Linked DNA regions of Mus musculus: region 2 is linked to region 1. Evidence: chromatin contacts called from public HiChIP or PLAC-seq data. All regions are on one chromosome and are shown on one strand. Each heading gives the region's core, a stretch centred on a gene start, on an enhancer-like site or on the middle of the called end of the contact. The rest is flanking DNA. Distances are from core to core; before and after follow the strand shown.

What was found. HiChIP or PLAC-seq counts read pairs in DNA pulled down with a chosen protein or histone mark.
Region 2: a contact with region 1 is called in an HNF4G HiChIP or PLAC-seq map of pancreatic cancer cells. The contact joins the enhancer-like site here to the promoter of Nvl in region 1. A contact is called at or near these places in 4 of 39 promoter capture datasets (the 3T3-L1 cell line, cranial neural crest and hippocampal neurons) and 2 of 115 datasets of contacts at active chromatin or transcription factors (embryonic forebrain and pancreatic cancer cells).

The regions. Positions count from the first base shown.
Region 1 is chr1:181,141,127-181,147,649 of GRCm38.p6, forward strand. It overlaps Nvl (nuclear VCP-like), which reads right to left and starts at 3,078. Exons shown (of 23, transcript NM_026171.2): 1 at 2,925-3,078; 2 at 1,200-1,273. The coding sequence starts at 2,981.
Region 2 is chr1:181,619,726-181,626,248 of GRCm38.p6, forward strand. It overlaps Dnah14 (dynein, axonemal, heavy chain 14), which reads left to right. Exons shown (of 87, transcript NM_001377039.1): 17 at 2,083-2,255; 18 at 2,968-3,312. Gm33612 (a long non-coding RNA gene) reads right to left here. Exons shown (of 3, transcript XR_373757.4): 3 at 1,272-2,154. Among named protein-coding and RNA genes, the nearest start is that of Gm33612, 4.2 kb to the right of the region's middle. Within about 2 kb of position 4,061, at least 36 of the 459 cell types and tissues checked have an H3K27ac peak or open chromatin away from gene starts, as enhancers often do. A contact at or near this core is called in pancreatic cancer cells, where this site is marked.

The DNA of each region.
Region 1 (6,523 bases), core at 1,828-4,327:
TTTTAGCGCATAAGCCATTGGTGTTCTGTTCAGGAACTTTTCCCTGTGCCCATGTGTTTGAGCATTTTCCCCCACTTTCTCTTCTGTAAGATTCAGTGTATCTGGTTTTGTGTGGAGGTCCTTGATCCACTTGGACTTGAGCTTTGTACAGGGAGATAAGAAATGGATCAATTTGCATTCTTCTACATGTTGACTGCCAGTTGAACCAGCACCATTTGTTGAAAATGTTGTCTTTTTTCCACTGGATGGTTTTAGCTCCTTTGTCAAAGATCAAGTGACCATAGGTGTGTGGGTTCATTTCTGGGTCTTCAATTCTATTCCACTGATCTACTGCCTGTCACTGTATCAATACGATGCAGTTTTTAATCACTATTGCTCTGTAGTACAGCTCCTTCAAGACTTTCAATTATTAAACCATTCATTCATGATAGTGAAAAACCCAAGTTTAGCTACCTAAGCTGGAACCTATCTGCCATTTATGTAAACCCATTTTAAATAGGTTTCTTTTTTTTTAAAAAAGACGTTTTTTTTTTTGTATATGAGTACACTGTAGCTGTCTTCAGACATACCAGAAGAGGATATCAGACTCTATTACAGACAGTTGTGAATCACCATGTGGATGCTGGGAATTGAACTCAAGATGTCTAGAAGAGCAGTACGTGTTAACTGCTGAGCCATCTCTCTAATCCCCCATTTTGAATAGTTTTAAAAGAACTGAACTTTTAAAGAATACAATTATTTTACAAATTGAGAGATTTCACTGTTGTTCTTTATTCAGCCTGAAACCTTCATTCCTCAGTTTTCTAGGTGATGGGATTACATATGGCTACCAGGCCTGACTCACATTCCTTGATAGAGCCTGAAAGTTGAGGAAGAAATGCTTGATTGCTTTAATATTCTGATGAAACAGAAAAGGAAGTACAACAACAACAGCTCTATCTCCTGGCCAATTGAAGAGTTATTAATGGATGAAAAGAAACCATTTCCTCTGGTAAAAGGAATTAACACTGTATATATAGTCACTGTATATATAGACTATAGATGTTTTTATGACTGACTTAAGGTCCAGGTTTATGAATTGGTAAGATGATGCTAGCAACCACTGAAATCAATTGAAAAATTAAGGAAGTCGGACTATTTAAAACTAGGTGTGTGTGGGGGGGGGGGGGGATCAAGGATTTAGCAGCACACCTCTTTACCTGTACAGTCTTTGCAAGTCGGATGCTAAGATTCCAGTGTCCACATATTTGCCACATCTGTTACTACTGAGGTACTGAAAGAGAAAATATGACAATTAACTTAGACATTTTAACTAATAAATAAGAGGTTGAGTTATTCCAACACATAATTCAATATAAATTCTTAAGCAATAAAGTGTACCACAAAATAAAAAAGCATATCATGAACATAATTTTTTTTTAAGTACCACATCAGCCAGGCTTGGGTAGCGCACCCCTTACATCCAAGCACTCAGGAGGCAGAGGCAGTCGGATCTCTCTGAGTTTGAGGCAAGTTTGGTCTACAAAGAGTTTCAGGGCTGTCAGAGCCACGCAGGCTATACCTTCAATAAACCATCTCTGTCTGAGATCGGTGTTTGTATAGTTTGTAGGGTGACTCCTGGACCCCAACACAATCGAGCGTTTACGCTTTAACAACTGGATGAAAGGTGGTGTCAATTCCAGCGCCCACATGGCAGCTCACAACTGTCCATAACTCCAGTTCCAGGGGATCTACACCCTCACACAGACGTATGTGCAGACACAACATCAAAGCATATAAAATAAAATGCTAGTAAAATAAAAATACTCTATTTTTCTTTTAAAGGCAAAACCTGGGGCACTGAGCAGAGGTAGCTAGGAAACTGGCTATAGAAAAATTCAAGAGACTCTGTCTCAAAACAGTAACAAAAAGTAGGTGAGTACATTTTTTAGGTAAAGAATAACTTAACTCTAAGGCCTGTTGACTTTAAGGTGGCCCACACCTTTAATCCCAGAACTAGGAAGGCAGAGAGGAAGGAAGAGGCCAGCCTGGTCTACAGAAGGAGTCCCAGAACAGCCTGGGCTACACAGAGAAACCCTGACTCGGAAAAGAAAAACAAAATGAAACCAACAGTAAAACATACAAATTTGGGTCACAGGGTAGCTCATACTTAAAGGTGTTAGGCTGAATGAGATCTAGTAAAAAGTATGGAGGTGAGAAAGGAGTAAGAAGGAGCTGGAGAGATAGATGGCTTAGCCGTTAAGAGCAGTGACTGCTCTTTCAAGGTCCTGAGTTCAAATCCCAGCAACCACATGGTGGCTCACAACCGAAGACAGCTACAGTGTACTTACATCTAATAAATAAATAAATCTTTTGAAAGAAAGGAGTATGAAGAAAGAAGGGATACAAGAAGCCCAGAGAATTGAAAACTTAAGAGAACTTTCGAACCCCAAAATAAGCAAGGACGGCAGATCAAGGAAAAACAATCTAAGTTCTTGAAACTCCAATTTTTAAAAACCCCGAAATTCCACCAGTGAAAAATGGGAAACAAATACAAAAATGCCTTGCGGGGCGTGGTTGGTGCAGCCTTTAACCCAGCCTTGGAGCAGAGGAAGATGGGGCTCTAGTTCAAAGCTAGCCTGGTCCACAAACGAGGTCTAGGGTAGGCAGGGCTACACAGTACGACCGCCAAACAAAATCCAAACCTCTCCCTCCCTTTAATTCGTATCTCTGACTACGCCACTGAAGGCGTCCACCACACAGTGCTTCCAAGATACGAAAATAAGAAAAATAATGTCAAAGCCTCCAGGCTCCCAGGCCTGTTTCTCTACGGCAGCCGCAAGGGAACATCCAGACCATGCTGGAACCCGGCGGCGGCGGCCAGAGGCGCCAAGCCAGGCAGCCGCGCGCAAATGGAGATGCAGTGTCCGCAGACACACACGCACCTGAATGACCCGCTGCTTCAGTTTCCTGTCTACGAAAACCCCGGGTCTAGGCTTCATGATGCTGCTGCCCCGCACGGGCGCCTCTTGTTACCGGGAAAGACTGCCACAGCCGCGCTCGCCGCCGTACCGGAAACCCCGCCCACGCGTGGTCCCTAGCACCGGAAGTCCCCCCCGCAACTTTTCCTCAGCACGAAAGCTCCGCCTGTAGGGAGGACTACGCTGCTCACGGAGGTCGGGAGGACCTGGAAGCGCGCGAGTTTCCAGTCTGGTTCCTTGTCAAGATTACCCAGCCCTGCCTAAGAGGCTAGGCCCCCTTTGAAGGCGTTCAACTTTATTGGTTCCCAACTGAGCAAACAGACACGGACTCCATTCTTCGCGGCTGCGCAGACTCTCACAAGCAAGTAGTAAACTTGATGCCAAGCCTGGCATAGCAGGGGAAAAAAACCTTAAAAATATTCGAGAAGCGAAGGCAAGGAAGATTGCTGAAGAGTTCAAAGGCAGCACAGCCAAGTAGTAAGATGCTGTCTCAAAACAAAAAAAGTTTGGGTTTGTCACGTTCCAGTCTGGGAACCAGGACCGCAGCGTGTTCGCGGTTTCTGTTTGTTCTGTGTCGCACGCTGTACCCAAGGATAGTGTGGAACTCAGTCTGCAGCCTAAGACGTTTTCCCCTTAAAAACGTCTTTTCAGGAAAAAGCAAGATTCATGGTTTTGTAGAAAACAACTTCATGACAAACCAATATGAAGCAGAATTGGGATTTATTAAAAGATAATTTTAGCACTCTTGAGCACAGTGGCTAATAGGTGCTCAGGGGGAAAAAACAAAACAAAACAAAACAAGATAAAGCCCAAGGGTGAGTATGGGTTTCTTGGCCTTTTCAAGGGAGAATTTTGCATAGGAGTATTTTGCAACTGTTATGTGTAGGCGCCTCTCCGTTGTTATTGGTGTTTGTTTTTAAGGAAAATTATTCAGAGTAATTTACAAGGTTTAAGTGGTTGTTCAGGAAGTTTGATTTGTGGGGGTGCAGTAGCGCACACCTTAAGTCCCAGCGCACAGAAGGCAGAGGCAGATGGATCTCTGAGTTCAAGGCCAGCATATCGTCTACAGAGTTCTAGGAGATTTATTTGGGAGAAGTGCTGAGGATACAGAAAGGGCTGTCAGTTACTATTCGGTGATAAAACACATGGCCAAGGCAACTATAAAAGATTATTTGGCGCTCACGGTTCCAGAGGGATAGCCATCGTTATGGCGGTTCGGAGGTAGCGAGCAGCTAGGGCAGCAGCTGGGAGCATATTTCTCTAAGCACAAACAGAAAGTCTTGAGCTAACTTAAGCTGATAGGAGTCTTTTGAAACCTCAAAGCCTGTCCTCAGTGACATAATTTCTCCAGCAAGGCCACACTTGCTCCTCCGCAAATAGCCATCAACTGGAAACAAGTGTTCAAGTGCCCAGGACTGTGAGGGGCATCTAGTCAAACAACCACAGTAACCATTCCTGGCAGTTCTTAGTTTTCAGTTCTGGATATCAAACCCAAAAACCTCATATATGATAGGCAATCACTCCAACTGGGCTATATCTAGTGAGCTATATTCCTAGCTTTGACTTTGATTCTAATATTCCATTGTATGTGTATATATTTTAAACAATTCATATCTTGGTGGGTGTCTGGTTTGGTTCTGTAACTTGTCCGTTGTGGGAGTAGTGTTGTGATAAAATATGCATATTGTAGGTATCTCTTGTGTACTGACAATCATTCATTTGTATATATGTGTGTGTGTGTGTGCATACATATATATATGTATGTATGTATGTCAACTAGATCAGACGGTAGCTCTAGTTTTAGGAATCTTCTGTCTTCCATAGTATCTGTTTATAGTCCCACAAATAGTATATAAGGGTTCTTTCTTTCCAAATCCTTGCCAGCATTTGTTGTTATCTTGTTATTTATCTTTAATGATTGCCTTTCTGACTGGAGTGAGATGGAATCTCAGCAGAGGTATTTGCATTGGTGTGGGTCACGCCGCTCTCAGTGGCAGGTATATAATTTTTCATTGCCCCTGATATGAACACCTTGGCTCATTTTGTAATTCTAGCATTCAGGAGGCTGGGGCAACAGGATTGCTGCAAGTTTGAGGCTAGCCTGTGCCACTTGATGAGTTCCAGGCCATTCCTGATTACTGTGTGAGACCCTGCCTGAACAACAGCAACAACCATGAATAACAAGTATTTCATATCTTTATAAACGCAGATTTCCTGCTCTTTTGATAGTGTCCATTCTAATAAACGCATCACTTCACTGTAAACTTGATTTACATTTCCCTAGTAATTAGTAATACTGAAAGTCTTTGCATGTGCTTGTTGGCCATTTGTATAATCTTAGGAAAATGTCCCTTGAGTTCTTCCATTTTCTTCTTTCTTTCTCTCTTCCTCTCTTTCTTTCTCTCTTCTTCTCTTTCTCTTTCTTTCTTTCTTTCTTTTTCTTTCTTTCTTTCTTAATTTTCCTTCTCCTTTTCCCTCTCCCTCCCCCTCCTCCCCCTCCTTTTCTCTGTATAACAGCCCTGGCTGCCCTGGGACTTGCATTGTAGACCCAGCTGATCTCGAACACACAGAGATCTGCCTGCCTCTGCCTCTCTGCCTCTCTCCCTGCCTCTGGCCCCCAAGTGTTGGGCTTAAATTAGTGCCCCACCATGTCTGGCTTCCATTGACAGTTCTTAATTCAGTTGGTAGATATAATTGCTGTGTTGCATTTTAGGAACTCTTGTATATTTGCAGTATTAATCTCTGATGAGATAGTCAAATCATGAATATTTTCTCTAATTCTAGAGACTCCTTTTACTTTCTTGAAGTGATTTTCTTGTTGGTTTTTGAGACAGGTTCTCTCTATTATGTAGCTCTGGCTGTCCTGGAACTCCTCTGTAGATCAGGCTGTCCTCAAACTCACTGAGACCCACGAACCTCTGACTTGAGCTGTGATTAAAGGCATTCGAGGTGATGCCCAGGCCCTCTCTCTTTTCTTTTCCTTCTCATTCTTTTTTTTTTTTTCTGTTATTGTTTTGAGACATCTTGCTACTTGGCCCTGTTGCCTGTATTTTTATATTATATAAAAACATTTATGTTATATATAAAGATATATGTTTAGATAGAATATATATGTATATATATATATATATATATATATATATAATTACATTTTCATTTAAATTCATAGTTGAGATTACTGAGAGATGATTACTGTCCATTTCTTCCCTCCATTTCTTTGTTTCCTTTGTGGTTGTAGAAAAATGGACATTTTGATATCATATAGCAACTTCTTCCATCTGTTTCATGTCTGACTCAGTTAAGCCCTATCTGCTTTTTCTTGTCTCTCTTTTGTGTGTGTGTGTGTGTGTGTGTGTGTGTGTGTGTGTGTGTGTGTGTGTGAGAGAGAGAGAGAGAGAGAGAGAGAGAGAGAGAGACAGGGTCAGAACTCACAGAGATTCACCTACCTCTAACTCTGAGTGTTGGGATTAAGGCCTTTGTCACCACACCAGGCCTCAGCTGTTTTTCTTCTTTTAAAAATGTAGGTTTCCTAATTTTTTTGGGTATGAGTAAACTCCTTTGAG
Region 2 (6,523 bases), core at 2,811-5,310, 480 kb after region 1:
AATCATAAATTGAGATAGAAGTTTACAGCAGAGAATGTGTACATGCGTATCCATTAGGAGTAATTATCTGGCTAAGCATCCATCACCTGTCTCAGCTCCACAGGTTCACTGAAGGGTTAAAACCATAACTACGTTATTAGTGAAGTTTTGTGTATATATAAACCCTGCTGATATTTTATCTTCTGTTCTAGCACCTATAATAAATTGTTAGTTGCCTTTAATAACCTTTGGTTAATTGTTTCACAACCTCTTGGAATGTGCTCTGAGTAGGAGAAAGTCTGATTACCATCTTAAGAGCAATTAACTGGTGACACTTGGGAAACTGGCAGAGTTCTCATTGCAGCTTTGACTATCAGAAAAAGGACTTAATAGCAGTCCCATTATAAAAGAGCTTAATATCACAGATATAATTTTAGAAATTCTTATAGAATCATCACTAAGACTTAAGTCATCTATTTGTCTATATAGCATCACTACAAGATAGTCCATCTTCGTGGATCTGCAGAGATCTATTTCAAAGGGGGTGTGCTTCTACTTAGTGATTGTTATATATATTTAATAATAACAGGAAAAGCATATTAATAGCAGGAATCTTTCCTAAAATTAGTCCCTCACAGCCTTGCTTATTGAGAGCTCACCTGTTGCAGATTATATAATAATCCGAGGCAGGTCACTTCAGGATGATCACCTGCTAGTTATTAGCTTGTCCCATATGGCTCCTGACATCCTGTAGAATATATCAGTTTGGCTTCTCTGCTGTGGTCATGAGATGAGCGTGAGGCGCTTGCTCCATTTGGGGCATGAATGTTGTAGCAGTCAGACAATCCTCTCACTGCCTTTGGTAGAGAGCATGTGAAGTCGCACATCTTGTTACTAGCAATGATAATTACATGACTTGGCTACAATAGTCCTGCCAAAAGTCGTAAAAGAAATGCAAATATCATGGTTTTTTTTTTTTTTTTTTTTGCTGAAAACAAAAACCTAAGTCCATTAATTTTAGCATTTGTTGGTGGAAAACCCTGCACCATGGACTGTGAAGGTGGGAGTTTCTGTTCCTCTAACTCCTTACACATTTGTCACCTGAGATTCATCTGCTTTTAAATTATTATTTGTATAAATACATGTATACAGATGAGCATATCTGTGGTATATGTTTAATTGTATTGAATTCTTAGATTATATTTTCTGTATAGCAGGATGACATTTTATTCTCACCTGCAGTGTGTGAAGCTTTCTGGGTTTCTCCAGCATTGGTGGGAAATGCTATATTGTCAACTTTTAAAAATTCCTTTACCTGTTGCCACGAGGAGGCACATTTTAGAACTTTCTGTCTCACTAGGAATTGATAAGACGGTTCAGACTTCCTTGCCTGAGTTCTCCACCTATGCGTCAGGTGTTTAAGGCACTTTGATGAGTGTCTACTTGCTGCTGAGAGAGGTCTTTCAAGTGTTGTGGTCAAATCTGTCATCAGCTGGAAGGCTTGCAAACGTTCTCCTCCTTAGCTGCTCATTCTCAACTGTGCTAAGCCACCCGGATTTGTAAACCCCAGCACATCAATTGACTTCTACCATGCCTTATGTTTTTGACTTTGTATCTGGGACTTTCTCATTTAAGAGCCACACTATTTTCTTCTAGAAGTTCATCCATTTGTATTCTGTGTTTATCTTCATCTTGAGTTTATTTGTGTAAGCCATAAAATATAAGTCAAAGTTCCTTCTCTTGGTTGGGGGTGAAGGGATGTGACCATAGACATCTGACCTGTCAACTCCTTTCCAATACCAGTCTGTGTTAGTTGTATCTCTGTGCTCTAGATGGAACAACACTCTCCACACAGAGGACAGGATTCTCTGGCTCTGTTTTCAGCACGGTGCCTCCTACCCCACCTATTATCTGTGATAGTTTCTTCTGTTTATAATGTTAAATGCAAACCTTTGTGCATGCTTATAAATGCCCCCATCGATACAGAATAGTGTCTGCTCATTAAGTCACTCAGCGTCAGCTTTTAACATGTTATGGCTGATTTTTAAAGTGTTGCTTCTGAGAGGCATCTGAAAATCCTAACTGTTCAATGTCCTGTTCCAGCCACAATCATCCCTTTGCACCAAGATCCTCGCCTGTCTATCCTTGTTGATTTGGTTTCAGTTCCGGATTTATCTAATGAGACAAAAACAAAAAGTGTAGTCAAATATAAGAAGCAGACCCGATGGCCAGATTTCTATATCCTCTTTGACACAGACACTGACTACCAGAACAAAGTAAGTTTCGAGATCAGACATCTTGGAAGTGGTTGGTAAGGAAGCAGAACCCTAGTGCAATTATTACATGAACGTGATGTATGGAAACCTTCAGAGCATCCTAGCATCATTCCAGTTTGTCTCCCCTGTGGTCTCTGGGCTCCACTTACCACGGTTTTTCATGTTTCCACTGTGGAAAGGAGTTTTTTTCCCTGCGGTTCTTTCATGACTTTGGTTTGCCAAGATGTTGGTTTTCCATTTTCCAGCCCTTCCCTAACCACTTAAATGCATTTTTTTTTGTCCAAATTCACAGTAGAATATAACTATCTCAGCTTGTGTCCGAACTCTGTCCTAACCAGATAAACTATGTCTTAGGAACTAAGTGAAATCAGAAATACACAGGCCCAGCCTGCTCTGGGACTGTGTGAGGAGAAAGTCGGACGACAGGCAGTGAGCTAGATGGTTGGTCTCTCTAGGACATAGTTCAAAATAATACCTTGATTACAAATTAAATATCTGAGTAACCTTTGCATGAAAGTCATGTTATCTATTTTTCTTAGTCTTGTTTCCAACATATGGCAATATTTAATTCCAGTTCTAAACAGAATGAATTGTACAAAGACCATCATTTGACAGTAACCATCAGCTTGCCCAACAATGCAGATAAAAGCTTTTAGTAAGGCTTCTATTTCCAGGTGGAACATGCTAACCATCTTGACGTTTTCATTCACAGATTGTGACTCTGCTGACTATTATTGGTAATTCAGTGGGCTTGGTTAGCGACTACAGCTGCAGGTTTCTGAAATATTGTTACATAGTAGAAAAGGCCAAAGTCATGACTACAAAACTGCCATTCATGACGAACTTGACATCCATCGAGTTTAAAAGAATAATACATAAATTCAGAAGCTACCTAAAGCAAATCGTGACCATGACTATTGAGATACGTATTGGAATTTTTTATGTGAATAGTCTGGATTATCAATTAGCATGCTTACCATATGTTGATGGCATCATACAAATGAGCTACAACCTGTTACAATGTACCATTGAGGAAAAAAGTGCAAATCTATTAGAAGTAAGTCTTTATTTTTTTCCTCTTTTTTGTTGAATTAATTATTAATGAATCCCAGCTTGAAGGGGGGGGGGTCACTTCCCACCTCAAACATTTATGTTCCCAAGTGAGACACACATACACAGCCTTTATATTTTTATATGCCTTAAGCAGCACAATAGCTGGCCTCCACGCTGCGAGAACCTGCCCCAACCTGCAGGACTTGTTTAAACAACAGGATTCTCGAGGGAAGGGAGCTACAACAACAAATTTTGGGATTAGAAGACACAAAAGAAGGATGCAAGACAAAAATTCTGTTCAAGCCTCGTTTACTCAGGGGAGATGGGGGGCTTTTTAAAGCTGAAAACCGCAAACAGAATTTGCTCAGGTACACAGGCCAAACCACAGTGCTAGGTAACACACTAAGGTCAAAGGAATGTCCCCATTGTAAAAGGTCCAGAAAGGAGTGCCCTCATTGTAAAGGGAAAGGAATGCCCCACATTGTAAATGTCCTGAGTCAATTACAAAACGGAAGCAAGATAGTGGAAGAAGCAAAAGAGTGTTAGATAATGGCCCTGGAACAAGATTCCAGAGGCTTCTGGGGCCCCAACAAGAACCTACCTCTGCCAGTAATTCCTAGTTACCACTTATTAATTCTTATGTTCCATCTTGGTTACTCTTCACTCCAATTAGACATCTGGGTGCTCTCCTTGCTTCTCTACCCCATGGCAGACTCTGTCTCTCCTCCCTCCACACTCTCCTAAGCCATCTCCCCTTCCTCTCCTCCCGTCCCAAGCCCAGGAAACGCCAAGCTCTCGCCTCTGTCTGTCCTCCCCAGCTCTCAGCTGCTGCTTTCTTTATTTACCAGTCAGAGCTAACTGAGGGCAGGTTCCCAGAAGCTATGTGCAGACCCTATCGTGCAAACAGTTTTTTGGGGGAGCATAGTTAGCATTCATAATACAAGCAGGTACACCTTTTCATAAGAAAATTTCAGATTAGATTATAACTTGATGATATACAATCAAAAATACATATAAGTATTATACTCAGAAAATCCCAAAGTACTGTGATTACATTTGTTTTTGTGTTTAGTCTTTATCTGTGTATAAGTGCATTTCTGTATGTGAATGTGACACATACATTTGCCATAACATGTGGAGGTCAAAAGGCAAACTTCAGGAGTTGTTTGACACAGTGTCTCTTGTTTGTATCACATAAACCAGATTAGAGGCCCTTGGGCTTCCAGAAATTCTTCTCCACTTGATTTGGCCGTAGGACTCCTGGGATTATAGACATGCATGCTCTTGTGTAGTTTATGGAGATGCAAACTTTGGTCCTCACACTTGCAAGTACTTTACCCAACTCAGTCCCTCCTCAGCACTTACATGTGTGTTTTATTAAATATCACTTCCTTTAGAACTTTCTGTAACTACGTGGAAGACTGCGCCCCATGTCACTGCCCATCTCTTTTTTTTTTTTTTTTTTTTTTTTTTTTTGGCTTTATAACGCACATCATTGTCTGACATCATTGTTCCCCATAGACTCACTAGGCTATGGCTTGTCTGCTTTGTAGAACAAATATGGATCCCAGTATCCTAGCTGTTGCCTGTACCAGCATCCTCCCATAGTACCCAAGACAGGTTTCAAGACCAGAGTTTATGATAACAGCTATCATTTTTTTTTCTTTATCCAGCCAGACTTCCAATACTTCTTAAACCCAAAGTTACAAGCTGCCCATCGACTGTGCCTCTGCAGTATAACTGTGAGAGGATAGCAGCATTCTCACACATACCAAGTCTAATGTTGCATCAAACCTTATCCAAAGTAGCGAACAGAGCTTGAGTGGGCCAGGAATAATTTTCAAGAAAGATGTTAATTGCAAAAGGAGAAGCGCCAGTGGCGTGGAAGCGGAGTTGACAGGCAGGATATTGCAGGCAGGAGTTAATGTAGCTAGATTCAGTTGCACATGACTCCCACGTGCAACAGCAACAGCAACAGAGCTGTCGCCTACACAAGTTAGAACTAATTTCTCTTGTGGGAAGTAGTAGTGCCCACATAGTGACTTGTAGCAGGGACGGTAGGGAGGGCCACCTATATATAAACACCGGGGGCCACGTAGCCACAAAAAAACATCTACAGGAGTACCTAATTTAGGACTGCCTGAGAGACCAAGGATTGGTGGTGCCAGCCAATGCCAGCCAATCAGGAACTGCTGTTTAGAAGAGATGCTTTCTTGGGATGAATGGGGCACTGGTGGAGGGTATTAAAGGAGCTTGCAGCAGTGCTCAGATGAGCTTGCTGTGACATTTCCCACCTGCTCCCAGAGTCTGTGTTGTTGACTCTGTGCTACCTCACCTCCAACCCCCAAGGGCAAGTAGGGCCCAGCAGCAAGTAGTCCAGGGCACAGGCAACAGTCGCTGGGAATACTGGCTGCTTTGAGCTCACAGTGTGCCTTTCCCTAAGCATCTCTAATGTCACATCCTGTTAGACAGCAGGGCAGAAGAAGGCAACATGCCCATTATGGGGCTAGGAAGCTAGGCAATGCAATGCATCAATAGAGTTATCTTTTAAGAGCCTCCTCTTACCATCTCTTAAAGTTATATTCATTCATTTTCCCCCAAATAATGTTTTTATTAATTCCTTGAGAATTTCATACAATTAATTTGATACTTTTCACCCCCTTCCCCAAGTTCTCCCAGATATCCACCCCACATCCCTACTCCACAAATTTATATTTTCTCCTCCCCTCCCTCTTAAATCCGTCAAGGTCCAGTCTGCTTTGCCCAGCAACTCTTGGGAATTAGAGCCTACTCTGGATGGAACCATTAAAGAAAACCGACTTTCCCTCTTCCAAAAGCTAACAAATACTGGTAGCTCCCTAGCTAGGGGTGGGACTTCCTGCCTGCCTACCTCCCCTCTCCATGCTGAGGTGTCCTTAGGCTTGGCCTTGTACAGGCCTGTGCACTCTGTTACAGCCCCTGGGGGATGTAGATGCACCTGCCCTGTTGTGTCCAGAAAACACCGTTTCTCTGAAGTCACCCACTAGCCCTGCCCCCTCACCTCTAAAACTCCAAGCTTTGAGGAAAGGGTTGTGATGGGTGTCCCACATAGTGATCAGCGTTTACAGTTCCTCATGCTTTCCACCGTGACCCTTTGTGGATCTCGGTGTTAACTGCCATCTATTGCAAGGAGAGCTTTCTCTGATGGTCACTGAATTGCAGTTCTGTAACTTAGC